Regions from separate parts of the Zea mays genome. Here region 2 is linked to region 1. A link is a contact called in public Hi-C data. All regions are on one chromosome and are shown on one strand. The core of a region is the stretch at or near the end of the contact, and the rest is flanking DNA. Distances in the headings are between cores, read along the strand shown.

The links. A called contact is a pair of places that touch in the nucleus more often than the background predicts.
Region 2: a Hi-C map of leaf shows a contact between it and region 1, with 4 times the contacts expected there. The contact joins the promoter of LOC103641919 here to the promoter of LOC103641911 in region 1. A contact is called at or near these places in 2 of 25 Hi-C or Micro-C datasets (ear and leaf).

Annotation. Positions count from the first base shown.
Region 1 is chr10:137,231,317-137,235,743 of Zm-B73-REFERENCE-NAM-5.0, forward strand. LOC103641911 (B3 domain-containing protein Os02g0683500) reads right to left here and starts at 2,008. Exons shown (of 1, transcript XM_008665221.4): 1 at 39-2,008. The coding sequence starts at 1,554. The coding sequence ends at 340.
Region 2 is chr10:137,403,389-137,407,815 of Zm-B73-REFERENCE-NAM-5.0, forward strand. LOC103641919 (protein REDUCED WALL ACETYLATION 3-like) reads left to right here and starts at 2,663. Exons shown (of 3, transcript XM_020545723.1): 1 at 2,663-2,793; 2 at 2,909-3,164; 3 at 3,252-3,328. The coding sequence starts at 2,725. The coding sequence ends at 3,313. It also overlaps the pseudogene LOC103642863.

The sequences.
Region 1 (4,427 bases), core at 758-3,257:
ATAATGGCACGAGCAAAAAAGGACAAAGTAATAGTAGCGAAGGTAAAACTGAGTCAGATTTCAAACCATATATGAAAGCAATAACAATTGATTAATTCGTCTAACTTAATTCTCTATATACGTACCTATATATATTGTAAAGCCAACACAAGAATTTGAATGGCCGAAACAAAAAATGGAGAACAAGTGTTAAGAAGAAGACTACTCTATAGATCCTATCATCAAAAAGTTATAATGAAATATCAAAAGGCGAAGAAGGTAGCGACGGAAGGAAGAATTTTTCAATTTTCCTTTTATACTCTCCCGATCGATCGAAGTCGCCTGCTGGGTCGATCTCGCTCACAGATCGAGATCCACTGACGAATGTGCTTCCCTCTTGGAGGACGACGGTGACGACGGCGACGAGGCTGCAGATGACTCAGCGCCAGCTGCTGCACCGGCGGCGCCGCGCTGAGGCGTCGACTCGAAGAACCTCAATGGCCCCGGCCTCTGCCATCCCGGCATCCTCAGCGACAATGCGTTGGTGTCATGGCTTGACTCGGCACTGCTGCCTGGCTGCGGGTTGTCGAGGTTGACCCCGAACAGGCGGACTCGCTTCGCGGCTGCCGTCGGGCTGTTGACGAGCGGCACCGAGTCGAGAAGCATGGGCAGGCCGGCCGTGGCCTCGGGGCTGGGTTGCACCATCATAATGCTGTGCAGAGATGGCGGCGGCGGCTGCTGCTGCTGCGGGATGGACGCGCGCGGGGGCATGCCGGCTGAGCCGAAGAAGAGGAGCTGCCTGGCCGGCGCGGCCGCGGCGCTGACGTTGCGGAAGTCGAGGGCCTGGCGGAAGCGGTGGTGCTCGTAGAGTGTGGCGGGCGGCACGAAGAAACCGCCCGCGCCGCCGCCCCAGGGGCCATAGCCGTAGGGCGACGCGAGTGGCGGCATGTGGAGCGGGAGGCGTGGCAGCATGCGGTGCGGGTGGCGGGAGGAGTCGGCGCTGCGCTTCCTCCAGTCGATGAAGAGGCGGTCCCGCGCAGCGTCGGCGGCGCCACGGCAGAAGGAGACGGTGTCCCCGGCGTCGAGGCGCTTCTCCTTGACGAATCGGCTCCAGCCCTTGGTCATGACGTAGCTCTGGCTGCTGTTCCAGTAGGAGTAGCGGAAGCGCCAGAGCTTGCCGGCGCGGTCCTCGAAGCTGAGCAGGAGGCCCTTCTCGTTGGCCGCCGCGTCCAGCGGGAAGTACTTCTCCGCGTGCTGCTTCGGGATCACCAGCCGGTTGAGCTTCCCCACGTCGCTGGGCGTCACCACCTTGTCGAACATGTGCTCCTTCTCGACCACCTCCATGTCGTCGTCGCCCCCGCCCCCACCGCCGCTCGAGCGGAGGGCAGCAGCCGAACTCGACGCTGACGCCGAGGCTGCCGCGGAAGGCGAGGGCGAGGAGGAGGTGGCTCCGGTGCCGGCCGTAGCTGCCGCTGTCATGAAGGGGATCTCGCGCGGGGACACCTCCTCGTCCTCTTCCTCCTCCTGCTCTTCCTCCTCTTTGGAAAACCTACTCGAAGAGCTCGCGAACTCCATACCTAGCTACGCCCTGGCCTCCTCCTCCTCCTCCTCCTCTTCGTCTTGGACGACGCCTCCACTTCCGAGCGTGCGCCTGCCTGTCCCTGTTGGATGCGGTGGCTTTGATGCGACGCGGTCCCGCGCGGCGGCGACTGGCTGGCTGCTTTTGGTTGTTTGCTGGGGAGAGTGGAGAGGAGGCGGGGATCTATCCGCGCTGCTATCTGCCCCTCTGTTTCTAGCTTATCTCTCCTCTCCCTGTGTGACTGTATTTGACCCGGCTGGCTAGTACGACGGCAGTACGGCACGGCCGATCGGGAGGGGAGGGGAAGCGATTCATCTGCCTTTGGTGTTCGCATTGGCCCACCGCGCTCGGATCGAGCTCCGCCGCGCGCGCGTCGGAGGTGGAGCGCGCAGCGCGGGGCGGGGCAGGGCAAGAAGCCAGCGCCCGGAGGCTCCGCTGGGCCGGAGCTGGAAAAGGGCGGACGGGATCGATGTGATGAGTGACGGAGGGAGGAAAATCATGGTAATTGTTTGAGTGCGGTTGTTTATTCTATCTCTAGCAACTGATGAGACTGTCTCCAACGTACTTTTTATCTCACTCTTTATTTCAAATTTTACTAGTGCAATCATGTAAAAAATAATTTTACATGACCTATTCACGGCCTGATAGAGATGACCTTAGTGGTGGTTGTTAGGAAAGCTGCTAGAGGCTGTCGGATGCCGGTTTAGGGAGGAGTTCAATTCCAACTATAAATGAAAACGAACGAAAACCTCTTTCTATTTTCGTTTCTATATTTTTTTTACCAAAAATGGGAGCGAGAGCGGTATATCAATAAACGAAAACGTTTGCGGGATATGCGGTTACACAGAAACGGATTGAAAGGAACAGATATACAACGGCCGGTAACCGGAAACTTTGACCGAAATATGCTATATTGTACTATCACTTAATAAACTATAGTATCAAGAGTTTAGAACAACATAAATCACAACTACACAAGTTTAAAAATCGACACAAGCATATACATTTTTTAAAAAAGATTGACAAGTTGTGCAAAGATAACCTTTTTCTGTCAATGTTCGTCAATCACCAAACATTGTACGGTTGTACAATGTACATAGCAGTCTAACATGATAACATTAAAGATTATACAAAGCATGTCTTAATAATCCACCGGGCCATCGATCACGAGCATCATAGTTCATAAGCTTAAGTTTTAAAGGTATCATAGTTCATAGGCAAAAACAAAAAAAAACGTAGAATTATCCACCATAAGCTTGTTGCACAAGATAATCCAATGAAGTCCAAACGACAATAGAATTATGCAATAGAGCTAGTTCATACCGTTATAGTCCCTAATAAATAAGAATAGAAAATCACAGATTAAGCATGCAGGCCATCCAAGATAGAGCTAAGGTGGTACTTTGTCTTCTATCTATCCCGTTTATGTGACTAAAACGGGAAAAACCAGGAATATCCCACTAAAATCAGGATTCCAAAAATATAGATGGAGGCAACCCGGGGGAGTTGACTGCCCTAGCTAGAAAATTCCTCGAAGGTGAGACCGGGCATGCACAACCTCCCTACCACTCGCACTCGAGCAGTAGACTAGTGGTAGGAATGGTTCATTGCGTTTATGCATTTCTATTCTGAGAGTATATATATTGTACAGTTGAGTTGCAGACTACCGTATTGCATGCTCTTGCCTTTCAGTATTCTGTTTTCCGGTCTTATTACTGAACAATACTATCATTCATGAGCTAGTATACAGACAAAACTTACAGATAATACTTAGCATATGAGTATAAACCGATTCAATCCGGCCGGGCGATGAAATTGCATACAGCTGATCACAAAAACTTGCAGTAGATAGACTTTGGTACTTCGGTGCATATTGTATTACACAGTCAAAGTGACTTTACTACGTTGTCTGTCTCTGTGTGCATATACTGCATACGGAGTACGCAAGAACCGAAGCCGTGAATTGCTAGGCATGAAATGATGTGCATATTGCGCTGAAAGGGCCTGTTCAATTCTTCTTCATCAACCGCACCAGCGCGCGGAAACGCAAATTGCGCTGATGACCTTTTGAATTTGGGAGGAGGGGTGGGGGTAGGGAGGAGGCCAGCAGGGGGGTAATTCGCATCCAGTGACCACGGTAACAAACTGAGCAAATGTGAATTTGCTCTGCTGGTAGTCTTTGCAGAGAGAGAGAGAGAGAGAGAGAGAGAGAGAGAGGCCGGAGTGGGGTGAGGAGCCTAGATGAGGGATGGGCGGGAGTAGGGTGGGCCCCATGGTTGGGCTCGCTCATGTGATCTCGTCCTTCATGGTATGGGGATCAAGCATGCATGACACGCACGCCAAACGCGAGACATGCCTTGTGCAGACGCCGGTGCTTTATCGGCCAGCAGGGAAAGGCCATTTCCTTCGGCTTCGACTGCACATATATAGCTCTCAGACTGTCCACACCGGCAGACTCGAAAGGGTGCGCTACCAACATAGAGCTGCATATGCAGTAAAAGAAATGCTGCAACGATGAACTGCTTCTACTACTATATGTAACTCCATTTCCAGCGTCCATGTAACTGCTACTCGATAATCTCTCTCCGTCCTTTCCGTGTGGGATCAGCAGAAGGTTGGTGGATGTGGATAAAATAGTATTAAAAGAAATGATATAATATATGGTAGTAGGTATAGAGTTAAGATATAGAGTAAATATGACTGCGGAAGATTGTAGTATAGAATAGAGAATCTCGCTGACCAGGATAGAATATTCTTTTTAGGGTAAAAATTTAGGGCTGAATGAGTGTGGACAGCCTCATGGGTGTGCTGCACAGATGACGGGTAATCATATGTGCTGCGCGGCAAATTCTGCCACCAACAGCCCCGT
Region 2 (4,427 bases), core at 1,413-3,912, 170 kb after region 1:
GACTCCATTGATTAATATATCAAAATAGGGAAAAGCTTGAGAGTGCCCTGAATATTTCCTTAGGTGTATCATTCCATGTTCAACTAATCATCGTTGTCCATTAATGTACTCAAGGGAGAAACACCAAATATGAACTTCATGGTGAATGGACATAAGTACAGGCAAGGGTACTATCTTGTCGATGTCATCTACCCATAGTGCCCAGTGTTGTGAATATCATTCTCCTCACATAGACTCCAAAGTTGTGGATGTTTGCTTCATGTGAGCAGAGAGAGAGAGCATTTGAGGTCCTTAAGGCTCGCTTCCATACCCTCACTATCCCAGGTCATTATGTTTGCCACCAAATACTTGGTGTTGTCATATGCGCATGTATCATTCTGCACAACATGATCATTGAGGATGAGTATGGAGGAGCATACGATATGGACGACTATAAGATAGATGAGTCCTTTGTTATATCATCAATCATCACTCGTGAAGCACCTATGATCTTTGCAGCCATCCTTATCCATACTAGTATGGTCCATGATCGGCTCCAACATAGTTTAATTAAACATATTTAAACATATATCAATTGATTTTATGTATGAATTATATAGTTTTTTTGTTTCGTAATTTTATTTATGTTTTATGAATTACATAACTTTTATTTGTTTAATTATATAGTCTGATTTATTTTTTATTTCAATAAAACGATGTGTTTTATCTTAATTGAAGGCATGTAAAAATAGAAGTGGATGTGGCGCTGAACTGTAGACTAAGGTGGTGTTCGGTTCACCAAAGGTGACAGAACGGTAATGCAATGAGACCCCAACATGATTTGTTGCAATGCAATGGTTACCTGGTTTTGTTTGGTTGTTTTGGGCAACGCCATCTCATCCATTGTAGCAGCCAATTTTTGAAGAGGGACGCACGTTGTAAGATAGCGCCCGTTGAGGAGCGATAACCAAGTTTCATGGGGTTCGTATTAGTTCGTGGTGCGATGGGTTGCAACTCTGTCCAACCAAACGCCAGCCAAGAGAATCTAATGTGAACCAACTACACGGATCAAAAGATCCGAACCAAACAACACCTAAGAGTAAAGTCGGTAACTGAAACACTATGAATATCTCTACTACTTCTTAAAAGAGGACCGTAGGCATTCACACACAGGTGGTGCACGTTCTGCCTCCCACCTCGACATCCTCGCCCACAACACGCCGCTAATCTCGAAGTCGCGCCACGGCCGATCCACGCCTGTCTGCCGCCGCCCACGATTGTAGCCCACCCCGACACCGCGCCCCCTCTCCCCTGACGTGATGCCCGCCTCCGATCCCTTCTCCACGCAAAAGTAGGTCGCGGCCGGCCACCCCGCCCGTCGCTGTCTGACCCCGCACCAGCGACTCGCCGAGCGCATGCACAAGAAGAGGGGCTCCATCCATGAGGCAGCCATGCCGATGCTCATCAACAGGTATCTCTGGTGCGGAGCGGGGCTGGATGATTTGTTGGAGAGCGTGCAGCTTTCGTGTTACAGCTGCTTGCAGTTCCTAGAATTTAGCTCCCAAGGACGACATCGCGCAGTACCTCGCCGCTTTGGACGTCGCCATCGACCACCTCGCGCGCGGCGGCCTTGGTGGCGCGCGGGCCGGCGTCGCCGTCCAGCTCGCCATGGTGCGCCTCGAGGAGGAGCTGCGCCACCTCATGGTCCGCCACGCCGTCCCCATTGACCCCACGGGCCTCTTCTTCTTGCTCCGCCGCCTCTCGCTCGAGTCCATGGACGACCTCAACGCCTGCCCCAACTTCGACGCCGCCACGCCGCATAGCCTCGACGCCACCCCCGCCGGTCCGGAGACCGCGCGCGGCGCCTCCCTCGGATCTAATCCCTTTGAGGACCAGGTGTTCGATCCTGTGCGCCCCGGGGCCGTCGAAGACCTGCGCGCCATCGCCCACCGGATGGCGCACGCGGGATCCGCCGCAACCTGCTCGACGAGTACCTCTCCGTGCTTAGCGTCGAGCGCCTCAGCATCGACGATGTGCAACGCATCGAGTGGAAGCTGCTCAACGACAAGATGAAGAAGTGGGTGCACGGGGTCAAGACGGTCGTGCGCGTGCTGCTGGCTGGTGAGTGTCGCCTCTATGACCAGGTGCTCGATGCGTCTGATGAACTTATGGATGCGTGTTTCCTTGAGTCCACCAAAGGATGCATTATGCAGATTATTAGCTTTGGGGGTGTCGTGGCGGTGTGCCCCCGCTCGCCAGAGAAGGTCCCTCGGATCCTTGACATGTATGAGGCACTTGCAGAGGTGATCCCTGAAATGAAGGACTGGTGCATAGGATGTTCTGGGGATGGCGTGATCAGTGACGTGCAAGCCATTCTTGATAGGCTTGGGGATGTCGTGTGGGGTAACATGTTTGAGTTTGGGAAGATGTTTCAGCAGGAGACCTCAAGGAGGGCGATGACAGCTGGAGAGATCCACCCAATGACACGTTATGTAACTATTTGAGGTTGCTAGTTGTTTACAGTGAGACACTTGATGCACTATTGGCTGAATACAGCAGTGGTCATGATACTTTCAGAAGTTCTGATGATCAAGATCAGGAACACTTGGAGAGAATGGCCCCTTTTGGAAGGCGTCTTCTGAAGCTGATATCTTACCTGGAGGCCAATTTGCAAGAGTGTACCATTATTTTGCTGCTTCTGAGATATACAATGCAATCCGTGTGTTCATTGCTTGCTATGTCTGGATGACTGGATTTGGGAATTTCTCATATTACTATATCAAGAAAGATTTTAGTATTGCAAGATTTGCTCAGGTGCCTATGCTACCTCATCAGTCTTATTTTGTGCTATGTCCTAATGAGTTTAGTCTCCTGTATTTCTTGTTACCGCCTTTTAAGCACTAGACCAATAACTATACTTTCCATGCAGATGATGTGGAGGTTAAATTTCTTTGTGGCATTCTGTTGCATTGTCCTTGACAATGATCTCATGCTCTATTATATATGCCCAATGCACACACTATTTACTCTTATGGTATATGGATCACTTGGTCTGTTTAACAAATACAATGAGGTACCATCAATCATGGCTATTAAGATTGCTTGCTGCTTCTTGTCTGTAATTTTGATATGGGAAATCCCTGGGGTATTTGAATTATTGTGGGCCCCTTTTACGTTTCTGCTAGGTAAGTTATTGATGTAGTTTTGTATGACATTCTCCCTACCAGTCATGCTCAGGAGTTCAGAACCAACCTTAATTATTTTCTATTCAGGCTATAAAGATCCATCACCATCCAAGGCACACTTACCCGTGCTACATGAGTGGCATTTCTGATCTGGCCTCGATCGATACATATGGATTATTGGAATGATTTATGCTTACTTCCATCCTAATGTAAGTATTTCAGATATGGACCTATATTACCCTGATCACCCTCTGAGATTGTATCTGCGAGATGTTATTGGATACGTCTCGATATATTTTCCCTAATCTCTATATATATTAAGCATCGTTTCTTTTGTTCAGATCATGCTAACCTTAACATGGAGCTTTTGACGTACAAAGAAGTTCACTTCTTAGTCCTTGTATTTGTGATATACACATTGTAGTATAATTTGATTTGTTCCAGTTTAATTATGTATTGTTTGGTGGTAAAAAATTAGTGATATATTGAGGTCGATGACAATATGTATTGTTCATTTTCATATAATTGTTGTTCACTAACATTTTATTAATAATTTGTGAGTCATCGCAATGCACAGACACCTAACTATCATATTTAGAAATCTGCATTATATTGATGGTCGTAATGTAGTGGTGAAACAAATAGATTAAAATAATAAAATTTATGTATGACCAAGATCACCAATGGATTATAATTTTTTTTCTTATAACAATATAACACATTTATATATAAGTTATTGTAATATTATATGTTCCCGTTGTAAGACACGGGCATTCACCTAGTATGAGGCTATCCGCACTCATGGAACCCTAAATTTCTACTCTAAAAGGAATATTCTATCCTCGTCAGCGAGATTCTGTACTCTATCTCACAATATTTCGCAGTCATATTCACCTTAAATCTCTACCCTATACCAACTACCACATATTCTATTATTTATTTTCACCTCTCTCCTAACCGGCCTCTCACAACGTCTCTCTTGGGCCCCACCTCCGGTCCCACCTCTGTCATCCAGTCGCACGGCAGCGAACGCTGCAGATAGAGTTCTTCTCAGCCGACTGTATTTTACAGCTATCTTTCCAGTCACTCGCTGCAGCACCATTCGAACTCTATAGCCTACGGTATTCTTTACAGTTCCTTTTCAAGTACGTGACTGCAGGCAGCCTGATATATAAGTTGCTATGATATGATATATCTATGGTATATAACTATCAATAACTTACTTGGCAGGCGACAATTGCGAACTCTCCAGATTCTGCAATG